Regions from separate parts of the Sus scrofa genome. Here region 2 is linked to region 1. The links are chromatin contacts, called in public HiChIP or PLAC-seq maps. All regions are on one chromosome and are shown on one strand. Each heading gives the region's core, a stretch centred on a gene start, on an enhancer-like site or on the middle of the called end of the contact. The rest is flanking DNA. Distances are from core to core; before and after follow the strand shown. Region 1 holds the start of PPP1R12C (protein phosphatase 1 regulatory subunit 12C). Region 2 holds the start of UBE2S (ubiquitin-conjugating enzyme E2 S).

Region 1 (6,744 bases), core at 2,718-5,217:
ACAAAGCACCGCAGCTCAGTCTCCAAATCGTGCTGAATGACGGCAGCTGGACACACAAGGCCACGCACCAGGTGATTCCCACGATGGGAAATGTCCAGATGGCAAATCCCTAGAGACAGGAAGGAGTGGCTTGGGGGGATGGGAGGTGATAGCTAGAAGGAATTGTGTTTCTTTTGGGGGTGGTGAAATGTTCTGGAATCAGCGAATAGTAATGCCTGCACAACTTTGTGAACGGGCTGAAAATCCCCACTGAATTACACACTTCGAAACGGCAGGTTTTTCGCTATGGGAACGCAAAACCCAGCCAGACTAAAACATGTCCAGTTCGTCCATGGGAGGGGCCGCTCAGTGACAAATTAATGTCAAATTTTAGTGTGCAGAGTCACAAGTAGGTCAGCCATGGGATGTCTTTCATAGTATGAGTCTCTTAAGTGTAAAATTTCTTTTTTTTCCCCCTGGGGCTCGGGGGGGGTGGGCAGCAGCAGAGGCGGTATTCCTGGTGATGGCTCAGCGGTTAACTAACACACCCAGCATCCATGAGTGCGAGGGTTCGATCCCTGGCCTCCCTCAGTGGGTTAAGGATCTGGTGTTGCCATGAGCTGTGATGTAGGTCGCAGGTGTGGCTCAGATCTGAGTTGCTGTGGCTGTGGTGTAGTGTAGGCCAGTGGCTACAGCTCCGACTGGACCCCTAGCCTGGGAACCTCCATGTGCTGTGGGTGCAGCCCTTAAAAAAAAAAAAAAAAGATTCAGGCCCTCAGGAAACTCCAGGTCAGATAGAGGAGACACCCCTGGACACTGTCCCAGTTGAATCAGAAGGTACCCAGGAGAGAGTGAAGACTCTGCCTTGAATAGTCAGTGTGGTTCTTCTGGAAGAGGGGGCATTTGCGTTGGGGTTTTGAAGAATGAGTAGGAGGTTAGGAGTTGGAGAAGCATGTTGCAGGCAGCCATCTACAGTCACTCATTCAACAAATATGTCCCAAGGCCTTCTGGGCCAAGTCTTGTGCTGGGAGATGCCAGGGACACAGACCTGAAGCAGACCCAAGTTTGGCCATCAGGAAACTTATAGTCCAATGTGGGAGACAGACACAGTCACCACAGTGTGATCTGAGCTCTAATAGAGGGGGTCCAGTTGTGGGAACACAGCTCTGGCTGGAAGGAATGGGGAGTCAGAGTTTTCCAAGCAGAAGTCCTGCACTAACATGTTTATTTATATATTAAACATCTCTTGGAGTTCCTACTGTGGTGCAGTGGGTTAAGAACCTGGCTGAAGGGAGTTCCTATCATGGCTTAAGTAGTTGATGAACCTAACTAGCATCCACGAGGGTGTGGGTTCGATCCATGGATTCGATCAGTGGGTTAAGGATCTGGGGTTGCCGTGAGCTGTGGTGTAGGTGGCAGAAGCGGCTTGGATCCTGCGTTGCCGTGGCTGTGGCATAGGCCAGCGGCTACAGCTCTGATTTGACCCCTAGCCTGGGAACCTCCATGTGCCCCAGGTGCAGCCCTAAAAAAAAGCCAAAAATAAAAGGGAGGCGGGTTCTTTTGTGTAAATAACTCTTCCAAGGACAGCTGAAGTAACTGAAATAAGAACTGACTTCTAATATGCCACCTCATTTTTCTTAGGAGGACGGGAGGGAGTCAGCTTGATACTTTGTAAATGTTCTCAGCACATCCCTTTATTTGAACTGTCTTTATGATGCAGAGGAGTGTTTGTCTTTCTGCCTGTCGCAGGGGAAGAGGGACCAGTCCCTTCTAATCTTTCTGAGGTTATTTTCATCAGCCTGAGGAGGGCCTGAGGTTCCAAGGTTAAGCATCAAAATTCCAGTGTTAGCATTCAGAGAAAACAGCAGGCTTGAGCAGTGAAAAAGCCTTCACCAAGGAAAAGAGACGTGCAGAAGAGAATTTAACGAGTGGAATATGAAAATGCCTGTACAGAGCCAACAGCGCCTGCCTGTGAGAAAGGCATGTACAGCAGCTCCACAACTCAAGAGGCAGAGAGGAAGAGAGCTAGCCCAGGTCCCAGAGCTAGGAAGTGGGTGGAGTCAAGACTCAAACCCGGGCCTGGCTAAATCAGAGCTGGTATTAACCATTTGTCATAAAGAGGTGAAAAGTCTAAATATAGCCGTCAGAAGTAAAGATTGCCAATAGAGCTTGTGGTGGGAACACATCCCATCGTAGGTTGTGGGGGTTAAGTGGAAATTCCATATTATGTCTCCCAAATGAATAAAGGCCGCAAACAGATAGACGCTCTACACCAAAGCTTACAGACACCATAAACACGAGCACCCAAATCAGGTTGCATTCAACTGCAGACGCGATCACAAAACACCCAAAAATCACCGTTTCGCGCAGGCACAGAAATATACATAACCACAGATGGATGATTAATCTCCCTGGGTGTGTAGGTTGAGTGGGACTCAACATCCCAAGAGCTCCCAGGACTGGATCCCCTTCGTGCCCATCCCCACGGTCTCCAGATCTCATGGGATGGATTTGCAGTTTATTTCTTTGCACAGTCCCCCCAACCCACCCCCAAGGACCTCAGAGCCTGTATGTAGGCTGCTCTGACATTCCTTGGAAGAAAAAGAATCTCGCCTGTGTCTGCATTTCAGCACTTTTCTTTGCGATTTTTAGGGGTCTTTGTTCGGGTCTCAAAGTGCGTACCTCTTTCCCAATGAGGATTCAGGTGCAAGGTACTTAAGACGGGGATAGTTTTCTTTTTTCTTTTTTCTTTTCCTTTTGCTCTTTAGGTCCCCACCTTCAGCATATGTAAGTTCCCAGGCTAGGGGTTGAATGGGAGCTGCTGGCCTACCCCACAGCCATAACAACTCAGGGTCCGAGCTGCGTCTGCGACCTGCACCACAGCTCACGGCAACGCCGGATCCTCAATCCACTGAGCAAGGCCTGGAATCGAACACGCAAGCTAAGGTTCATTTCTTGCTTTATGGTGCTACGTACTAGCCCGCCACATCAACTAGAACGCCTCATCTGGACTACAAATCCCAGCATTGCTTGCGAGGATATAGAGCCCGGCCTACACTTCCCAGCGTGCTCCACGCCTCAGGGTGATTGCAATGGCAGAGAGGGCCAGTTTAAGGCTCTGCGGGCATTTTCATTTGTGGATCCTACCTCGCAGGTTCCCTTCCCGATGTGATCCAGGGGTTACTCGGGGACTCTGGACTTATCTTGCCCTCGAATCTTATTTCTTGGGGTGTTTGGGGGCTCTGCCTAGGACTACATTTCCCAGCGCGACCAGCGGCCCATTGTCATGACCTTTGTACCGCATACATAATTTCCCAGCATGCCCTGGGCGGTCACCCAGGAAGGCTTGCAATTTTCTTGATGATCCAAGGGTTGCGGACTCAATTTCCCATAGTATCCTGGTGTTTCCCACGACCTAGAGAATCCGTTCTCTCATTCATTCATTCATTCAAAAAACTATTTCCGATCGCGTTCTACTAGGTACTGGGAACAAGGAAAGCACACAACACAAAAATCCCGGTCTTCCTGGGGCTTATTTCTTGTTGAAGGGCGCGACAAACCCAAAGTAAATAAAGTACATGACATGAAAAAGGGGAAAACGGAAAACTTCTGTACTTTTCGGGTTGTCGAGTCCATTTCCTAGTAGGTCCCCGGGGGCCAGCCCTTCGTCACCTGGATGCTGCGAACGGCATTTCCTGCATGCCCTGGGGCCGACCTCCCGCCTGTAGACTCCACTTCCCAGCACGCCAATCAGATTTCCTTTTGACACCGCGGAGCTGCGAATTTCCCAGTGTGCCTCGGGGCGGGACTATTGCAGAGATCCATTTCCGTTTATGGACTCCACTTCCCAGAGTTCCCCGCGGTCCGCCCTCAGGCGGTTGCCGGTTGCCTCTCCAGCCTGTGGACTCCATTTCCCAGCGGGCCCCGAGTCGGCGTGGTGACGTCACGTGCCGGGCGGGGACCGGTAGATCCTCTGGCGGCGCGGGGCGGGACGCAATTCCCGGCGGCCCGGAGGAGGGCGGGCGTCGGCGACGCCTCGGAGCTGGTCGCTCGCTCGCTCGCTCGCTCGCTTCTTACCTGGCGGGCGAGCGGGCGGCGCGATGTCGGGCGAGGATGGCCCAGGGGCGGGCCCGGGGGCGGCGGCGGCGGCAGCCCGTGAGCGGCGGCGGGAGCAGTTGCGGCAGTGGGGGGCGCGGGCAGGCGCCGAGCCGGGCCCCGGGGAACGGCGCGCCCGTACCGTGCGCTTCGAGCGCGCCGCCGAGTTTCTGGCGGCCTGCGCGGGTGGCGACCTGGACGAGGCGCGCTTGATGCTGCGCGCGGCCGACCCCGACCCTGACGCCGAGCTGGACCCCTCCGCCCCGCCGCCAGCCCGCGCCGTGCTCGACTCCACCAACGCCGACGGCATCAGCGCCCTGCACCAGGTCAGCGCCCCCGCCCGGGCTCCGATCCGCCCTGGGTCTGCGCTGCCTCGAGCACCCTCCCTCCCAGTCCAGAGTCACCCTTGCCAGTCGTGGTCTGCACCGTCGATGCTGCCCCGGTCCTTTATCATCCCGTGCTGAGTCCTTTTCCCATCCCACCCACCTGGAGCTCCCCTCTTCCAGTCCTGAGCCACTTGAACTGGCCTGGTTTTTGCCATCCTGCGCTGCCCTCTCTCCGGACTCGAGCCACTGCTGAGGGCCTCAGGCCAGTCCATCCTCGTCTTGTCTCTTTCGCCCTGCTCTTTCCCCACCTTGAGCGCTCTTAACCAGCCTGGCCCGTGCCACCTCTACTCTGCCATCGAATGCTGCCCCACTTTCTCGAGTCCGCCACTTCTCCCAGCTTCACCGGTACCCACTGTTTCCCCTAGTCCAGGCAGGTACCACTTTCCCTGAGCGTCCTCCTCCTCTCTTCTGGGCCTGTGCTGCTTCTTTTCCCGCTCTCTGGCCTGGGCCGTTTCTTCGGCCAGCCCCCGAGCCTTCCATGCCCTTTCCTTCAGGTTTCTGCTCTTCATCCTTGGTCTCTGCCATCTGTTGCCATGTAAGGGTGCTCTTTCCTGAGCCATCGCCCTCAAGGCGCTCTGCTCCTCAAGTGGATGCTTCCCTCGCCTGGCTCACCTCCTGCTCTCTCTCCTGCCCCCTTCACCTGCGTGCCCTCCTCATTCTCCCTCTGTGCCACCTCTGGCCTTGCACTGTAGGCTCTCTCTTGGGGATGTTTCTCTTTCTCCACACACTTCTCTTTCACTCTGTCCTCTTGCTTTGTGTGGGCCTGCAGCGTTACCCTTTTTTCTGGGCACACTCAGAGCACCCTCCTCTTTCTGGTTCTGGGCCACCTGTCTGTCCTCGGGTCATCTTGCTCTCTCTGCCTGGATGCCCTCCTGTGGCTTTGGGCAGCTTCTCCCTCCTTCAGAGTGCACCGCCAGTTCTCCTAGGCCCGGTCACTTCCCCTTCCCAGGGGACCTAGAGCCCTGCTAGGTCCTCTCTCTCCACAACCTGGGCCCCCAAACCTTTCCAAAACACCTTGCTTTCTGCCTCCATTGGTCTTGTGTTCCAGAGCCAGAGTCACTATATGTCCCAGAACCAGGATTCCCTCTGGTTCTGAGGGCTTTTATCGCATCCCCTGCCTGGCTGCAGTGGGTCTTTGGGGACAGGCCACAGAAGAGCCTCTACTCCTCCCTCTGTCCCCGAGGCTGTCTCCCTCCCAGTCTTCCCAGCTCAGGCCAGTCCCCAGGCCTCTCTTCCCTGCCAGAGCCCGTCAGGTTCGGTTACTTTGGGGCCCAGAGAGGACCCTGTGAAGGAAGCGTGGGTAGGGGCACGGGAATGGGGAGGATGCCTGAAGAGGCCCCCTTAGCCAGAAGAGGAGCAGAAGAGGAGCAGGTACCCAGAAGAGGAGCAGTTCAGGGAAATAGAAGAGTCCCGAGCTCTTTTTTTTTTTTTTTTTTATTTCTTTTCTTTTCTTTTCTTTTTATGGCAGCATCCGTGGTATATGGAGGTTCCCAGCCTAGGGGTCAGATCATACCTGCAACTGCCAGCCTACACCACAGCCACAGCACTCAGGATCCGAGCTGCATCTGCGGCTTACGCCACAGGTCACAGCAACGCTGGATCCTTAACCCACTGAATGAGGCCAGGGATTGAACCTGCAACCTCATGCACACTATGCTGGGGTCTTAATCGGCTGAGCCACAACAGGAACTCTCTAGTCCTTAGTTCTTTTTTTCAGTTTTTTGTCTTTTTAGGGCCACACCTGCGGCATATGGAGGTTCCCAGGCTAGGGGTCTAATCAGAGCTGTTGCTGTCGGCCTACACCACAGCCACAGCAATGCCAGATCTGAGCTGAGTCTGCGACTTACACCACAACTCATGGCAATGCCGGGTCCTTAACCTACTGAGTGAGGCTGGGGATCAAACCCGCAACCTTGGGAACCCCTAGTCCTTTGTTCTGATCTCAGCTCCTCAGCTCTTTTGTGGCCTTGAAATAGTGCCTTTTCTCTCTGTGCCTCAGGTTTCTTAGCTGTTAGCAGGGCCAGTAGCCAGGCTCTCCCTGGTGGGGCTCTGGCACATCCTTCAGCAAGTGCCATAGGCATTCAGTTGGGGAGTTGCAGCCCCTGGTCTAAGGGGCCCCCCCCATTCCCCCGCCCCCGGCCTGTCCCCTACAGAGGCCCTAGTGCTATCTGGGACATTTTTTTTCCATCTAAAGGAGCAGCCCACTTCCTGAGGAGCTGCACGGTCTCAGAGCTTGGCAAGCCCAGGAAAGGAGCCTCAGGCTTTGGTGTCCCCTTTCCTCCGC
Region 2 (6,384 bases), core at 1,831-4,330, 220 kb before region 1:
TCAGACACAGCGTTGCTCTGCTCCAACACTGCAGTGGCTCCCTCTTCCCTCAGAGACAAGACCACAGTCCCAACCAGGCCCTGCAGGACACCCCCTCCCCAAGCCCGGGCACACCCTCTTGGCCTCCTGGCACTGCCTCGACTCTGCTAGGCCTTCGTTCCAGCGGTTCCCCAGGCCCAGAACGCTCTTCCCAGATAAGCTGGTCGCTTACTTCCTGTGTTCACGTGACACCTGCTTCGCGAGGCCTCCCTGGCCCCCTGGCTTCCGCATAACCTGTCCCCCCAGCCCCTCCCTGCCCTACTTCTCTCTTCTCCCACAGCACTCCCTCCCTCCTAACACAGCAGGTATTTTACTTATTTGCCAGGTTTCACCTTTGTGCCCAGCCTTCCTCACCACAGTGAGCTCCACAAGAGCAAGGATCTTTGTCTCTCTGCGGACAGAGCCCAAGCGCCCAGAAGGCTGCCTGGCACATGGCAGGTGCTCAGTAGGTACTGGCTGAAGGAGCGCCTTGATCTGTCTGGCACTCTGCTAGGGGCGAAGGACAGAGTCCCCGATCTGCTGGGGCAGCACTCGTCAGAGGATCAGGGACCAAAAATAAGTATTCATTCCAATGGACCAGGAAGAACGAGGGAGACGTGAACAAAGCAGAGGAGGAGAGGTGAGGGCTCCTCTGAGAGGTGACATTATAAGGTGAGTCTAGGCCATGAGGGGGACAAGGAGAGAACAGGTGGGGGGGGGCCTCTCCAGGCATGGGGGACACAGATGTGACATCCTCAGGTCAGACAGAGGAAGGCCAAGGGGGCCTCAGGGCGAGGGTGCGTATGGATCTTGTGGGAGTTTCGGATGCCTTCAGAATGCGGCGTGTTGGGGGCTCTTGAAAGCTTTTCAGCAGAGGTGGGGCCTGTGGGCATTTCAAGCTCAGGTAAAGGGCAGCCTTCCCAGACGGCGAACTCCAGCCATAAGCGAAGTCCGATTGGCACACAGCCACCCCCTTCCATCTCCTACGCTGCTCCGACGCGACGGCAGCAGAACAGAGCAGGGTGGGACAGAGAAGAACGCCCAGCAAAGGCAAGAACTTTACTGAGCCGCGCAGACCCCAATTTTAAGACGACGGGCAATTCCTAACTTTTCCCTCAGGCCCTGACTTCGCCGATTCCCATCAGGCCTCCCATCCCCACTGCCACCAACCTGCTGGAAGCTGCCATCACCTCCAGGGGCCTCTCTCTGTCCCTGCCCACCGCCCAGTCAAAACCTCCACTGGCTCCCCAGGGCTTGCAAACAACACCTGGCCCACCTGGGCCTAGGCCAGTGGGGCAACGGCTGCCCCTCTTACCTCTGTCGTCAGCACCTCTGACCCGGCCTCCTAGGGGTGACCTAAACACACCATCCACTCACCTCGCCTTTGCATGGACTGTTCCCTTTTCTGGAATGCTCTTCTTTTTTTTTTTTGCTTATCAGGACCCCACCTGCAGCATATGGAAGTTCCCAGGCCAAGAGGTGATGCCGAGCTACAGCTGCCGGCCTACACCACAGCCATGGCAAGGCCAGATCCAAGCCACATCTGCGAGCTACACCCCAGCTCACCGCAAGGCCGGACCTTTAACCCACTGAGCGAAGCCAGGGATGGAACCCCCATCCTCATGGATATTCGTCGGATTCATTTCTCCTGCGCCACATGGGAACTCCCTGGAATGCTCTTCACCTAGACCTTCCTGCAGCCGCCATCATCCTGCCTCAGACCCCCGCCCCCTCCCTTCCTACGCCCCTGGCCCCGACTTACTGTTCGGCAAAGGCTGTGTTCCTGGCGGGGTACACTGGCTCACTGTCTGGTTCTCCAGGAGCGCGGGGTGCTGTCCCTTTTACACTCTGCTGCATCCCCACAGCATCCTGCCTGCCCCATGGTAGGTGCTCAGAAAAAGCGGACTGAATGCATGCGGGAGTCCGGGGGGCATCCCACGACACGCGCCCCACAGGGCCGTGGCAAGGGCTCGGGGGACCCCGGCGGCGCGGGCCCGGTCAGCGCGGAGGACGCCACCACCGCTCCCCGGTTCGCCATAAGTCACCGTCGGCTGGGACAGCTCAGCTGCACCGCCGCCTCTGCTTGTCCCCACGGGGGACCCTGGGCAAGTCACTCGACCCCCCTCTTCCTTCGGGGTCCTCGTGTGTTAACGGGGCGGGAAGGTCCGCATTCAGCGGGCGGAACCTGCAGGTCGGGTGCGGGGCGCCCGCGCGCCCCTCCGGCGCACGAAGACCGCGAGGCTGTGGGAGTCTCGGCACCGTCCTGCTCCCTCTTCCTGAAGCTGGGCCCCCGACGGGACACCGTGGCCCAGCTGGACGCTCCGCTCCGGGGCTGAGCGGCCCTGAGGCGGGCGCCGCGGCCGCACCGCACCGGGGCCAGGCAGGCCGCGCAGCTCCTCGGCCTCCGGCTCTCCGGACAGGGTCCCCCCGGGGCACCCCGGGCCGCTTCCCCCGACAGGCGGAGGGAGCCCCGGCCGGGGCGCGGCCGGCCGGGGGCCCTGGTCAGTCACAAGAAGGACCGCGCCCTGAACAAGGCCAGGGGACTCTTCCTCTTCTCACAGGAGTAAACTGACGCCCGGCGTCGCAACCGAGGCCTGGCCGGGGCCAGAGGTCACACATGGGGGTGGGGGTGGGGCCGGTCGTGGAACCTCTGCCAACACAGGACACGGGTCATAGGTCATTGCCAGCACAAAATGGCGCCTCGCAGAAATACGTCTATCAATTCGCGGTGCCCACCCCCGCCACAGGCTGAGGAAGGGGCGCAGGCGTCCGGGCACACTCATCTGCATACACAGAAACGAACGAAGTTAATTGGCTGCGAGCGCCTGGGTCCGCGGTAGGGAGGACTCCCATTGGTTGCTCTCCAATTCTCCCGTTCCCTACTGGAGAAGGCCCCAGTACGCCTTCTCCAGTAGGGATTGGCCTCCGCGTGTCTCATGACGCCACGCCACGATTGCGCGTCCCCATTGGCCGGACCGCCTTCCATCATCCTTTTAAAACCCCTCAAGTCCCGCCTCTCTTTGCTCGGCTCGGGCTCCCGGGTCGACCGTTAGTCGCGTGCGCGATTTCCTGGGCGTCAGGGCGCGAGCGCGTACGCCGGCGTTTCATTCAAACGGACCAATCAGCGGTCGCGTCACCCTTCCCGTTCTCTTCTCTACTTCCCCTTTTCTACCTCTCCTTTCTCCTGGATTTCCTCCCTGACCCCCGTGCGCACGTATTGGCCAGCCTGCCCCGCGCCCCCTCCCCAGTTTCTCCTGCTCTTGCCCGCAGTTTGTCGAAAGGGAGCGAGCTCGTCGAACGCCAAGGAGTGTGCGCACTGACGTCACGAGTCGAGGCGCGGCGCGAGGGGCCCCGAGGGGGCGAGGCCTGTGGGCGGATATAAAAGGGCGGCGGTGTGCGCGCGGCCGGCTTAGTGCGGTCGGGCGCCCGGGGCGGGTTTACCTGCTCAGGCGGTGTGTGGCGGTCGTCGGAGGCAGTGGGGCGCGGAGCCGGGCCGCTGGGGCCTCCCCAGGGCCGCAGCGGCGGCAATTGGGCCCCCCGCCCCAGCCAGCGGCCGGAGAGCGCAGGAAGGGGGCCGGGGGGACCCGCCCCCGGCCGGCCGCAGTCATGGTGAGCGTCGCGTCCGGGCCTGTTGGGGGGGGGGGGCGGTCAGGGCCCTCCTGGAGGAGGAGATGGGGTCTCAGGAGCATCTCTCTGGCGGCTGGGGGATTGGATGGCCCAGTTGGGGGTCCTGGGTTAGGGCTGGGCCCAGGGGCCCTCCTGTAGGCGGAGCGGGAGGGGAAGGCCCAGCTGAGCTCCGGGAAGGGCTCCGGGCTTTCGGGCCTGCCCGTGGGTGTTCCGGGAGTAACGACACTCCGCCGCCATCTCCAGGCCGGAGCTGGGGTTTCCAGGATGGTCTTCCCAAGTTGAGGTGTGGAAGGACACCGGGGTAGGGCTCGGGCCTACCCGGGACCACTGGGGGTCCGTATGTGGGGCTACGAATGGGCTTTAGGGACTTATGGGGAAGGTGGAGTCATCCGCCAGACCTTGGAGATCCGCTCCATTCCTAATGGGAGATTCACCTGAAGCCATCGCCTGAAGCACCCTGGATTGGGAGTGTCTGGGAGCTCGGGGTGATTGGCCAGACTAGGACTGCAGGGGCAAGAAAAGTAGGGCGGCCACCGCATCCTAGGTCCTGCAGGAGGCCCCAGGACCAAAGGCCCATGGCTCGCCCCCTTTTTTCCACATCTAGAACTCCAATGTGGAGAACCTACCCCCGCACATTATCCGCCTGGTGTACAAAGAGGTGACGACACTGACAGCTGACCCACCTGATGGCATCAAGGTCTTCCCCAACGAGGAGGACCTCACTGACCTGCAGGTCACCATCGAGGGCCCTGGTGAGTGTGGGTGAGGGAGGTGCGCTTCCTAAATCCTTGGCATCCTTGGAGCGGGAATAGGAAGCTCTCAGTATAAGGTGGGCTGCCAGACCTGTGACGGGCACACCTGGTACGCATGGTGCTCATGGGCTGCAGGGCGGGAAATCGCAGTTGTGTATACTTTCTCTGAGAGAATTGAGAGAAAATCCTGGGGGTCCTATCTGGTTTGGGTGTCCTCACACCCAGAAGTATGGGAAGGAATTGAGTGGAATTGGGAAGAGGGTGCCAGGACGTGGGAATGGTGTCTGAGAGGCCTGGGGGGGCGGGCTAGACGATTGCAAATTCCTTCCTGCTGTCAGTGTCAGGGGCTTTGAAGACCAAGCAGAGAACAAGCCAGGTGCAGTCTGGCGGGCAGAGGGCAGTAACAAGCAAATGAGTACCTGTGATCGTTGGACCACACACAGTGGTTCAGCGTGTTACTGCGTGTGTGCTACATTTCACTTATTAGTGGAATTTCTCTTAATCTCAGCGCCGAGCAAGTGATGAAGGACCTAGATGGGAGTTCGGCTTGTAGGGAAGGATCAGGGCGGACTTCTCCAGGGGTGTCGGTTAGAGTGTGTTGATGGGTCCCCAGAGGTTTTTGGCCGACTCCGTGTGTACCTTACGGGAACAGGAAGGAGGGAGACTAGAGAAGCTTCTAGGGGACATATTTCAGTGTTTGTAGGCTTTTTTCTAAGGAGTTTGGAAAGGAAGGGGCTGGTGGGTGTAAAACAGGGGTAATGGGTGCCTCAGAGTTCCTTTGACCAGTGAGGACGGGGCTGGGGGCCAGAAGGCAGAGGCGGTCGGGAAGCTCTTGACCATTGCTAGTGTCCACAGGTGAGAGGAGTGACCAGACTTGGAGGTAGGGTCAGATTCAGGAGAGGACCTGAGGTCAGCTGCCCAGGCTGCTGATGGGTTGGATGTGGGGGCTGAGGCATGAGGATGTTTGTCTGGCGGGGAGACTGTGGAGTTGACAGCTGTCTTGGCATTGGCCTAGCAGGCTTCCAAATAGCTGTGGGTGTGCATGGCCTTGCCACTTGGCAGGGGTGGGGGGGGAGAGGCATCCCATGGGTGGGAACCACAAGCCAAGGGGTTACCTCTGAGGTGGGGGGGTGCCTCCTGGGAACCCAGTCCTCTCGCCCTCTCCAGAATGCCTGCCCTGAGCCTAGTCGGTGGAGACTGCCCTTTAGGGCTTTTCAGGGTGCCCAGGAGACCTGAGCCTCCTGACCCAGTTGTCCCCTTCCCCGTCCCTTGCCTTCCAGAGGGGACCCCATACGCCGGAGGCCTCTTCCGCATGAAACTCCTGCTGGGGAAGGACTTTCCTGCCTCCCCACCCAAGGGCTACTTCCTGACCAAGATCTTCCACCCAAATGTGGGCGCCAACGGTGAGATCTGTGTCAACGTGCTCAAGAGGGACTGGACAGCTGAGCTGGGCATCCGGCATGTGCTGCTGGTGAGTTAGGGCTGGGCCTGGCCTTCCTCCTGGATGTCCTGGGGACGGCCAAGTCACAGAGCCTTGTTTCTTTTGTTTTTGTTGTTTTTTTGCCTTTTCTAGGGCCACCCCCATGGCATATGGAGGTTCCCAGGCTAGGGGTCAAATCGGAGCTGCAGCCACCGGCTGCACTGGCTGCCAGGGCCACAGCAATGCGGGATCCGAGCCGCGTCTGCCACCTGCACCACAGCTCACGGCAACGCCGGATCGTTAACCCACCAAGCAAGGGCAGGGATCCAACCCGCAACCTCATGGTTCCTAGTTGGATTCGTTAACCACTGCGCCATGACGGGAACTCCTGTTGCTTTTTTTTTTTTTTTTTTTTTTTTTTTTGTCTTTTGTCTTTTGTTGTTGTTGCTATTTCTTGGGCCGCTCCCACGGCATATGGAGGTTCCCAGGCTAGGGGTCGAATCGGAGCTGTAGCCACCAGCCTACGCCAGAGCCACAGCAACGTGGGATCCGCGTCTGCAACCTACA

The links. HiChIP or PLAC-seq counts read pairs in DNA pulled down with a chosen protein or histone mark.
Region 2: a contact with region 1 is called in an H3K27ac HiChIP or PLAC-seq map of alveolar macrophages. The contact joins the promoter of UBE2S here to the promoter of PPP1R12C in region 1. A contact is called at or near these places in 1 of 5 promoter capture datasets (liver), 3 of 47 Hi-C or Micro-C datasets (embryonic fibroblasts and liver) and 1 of 2 datasets of contacts at active chromatin or transcription factors (alveolar macrophages).

What each region holds. Positions count from the first base shown.
Region 1 is chr6:59,344,400-59,351,143 of Sscrofa11.1, reverse strand. PPP1R12C (protein phosphatase 1 regulatory subunit 12C) reads left to right here and starts at 3,967. Exons shown (of 20, transcript XR_002344812.1): 1 at 3,967-4,400.
Region 2 is chr6:59,567,180-59,573,563 of Sscrofa11.1, reverse strand. UBE2S (ubiquitin-conjugating enzyme E2 S) reads left to right here and starts at 3,080. Exons shown (of 4, transcript XM_021095037.1): 1 at 3,080-3,627; 2 at 4,250-4,397; 3 at 5,678-5,868. The coding sequence starts at 3,625.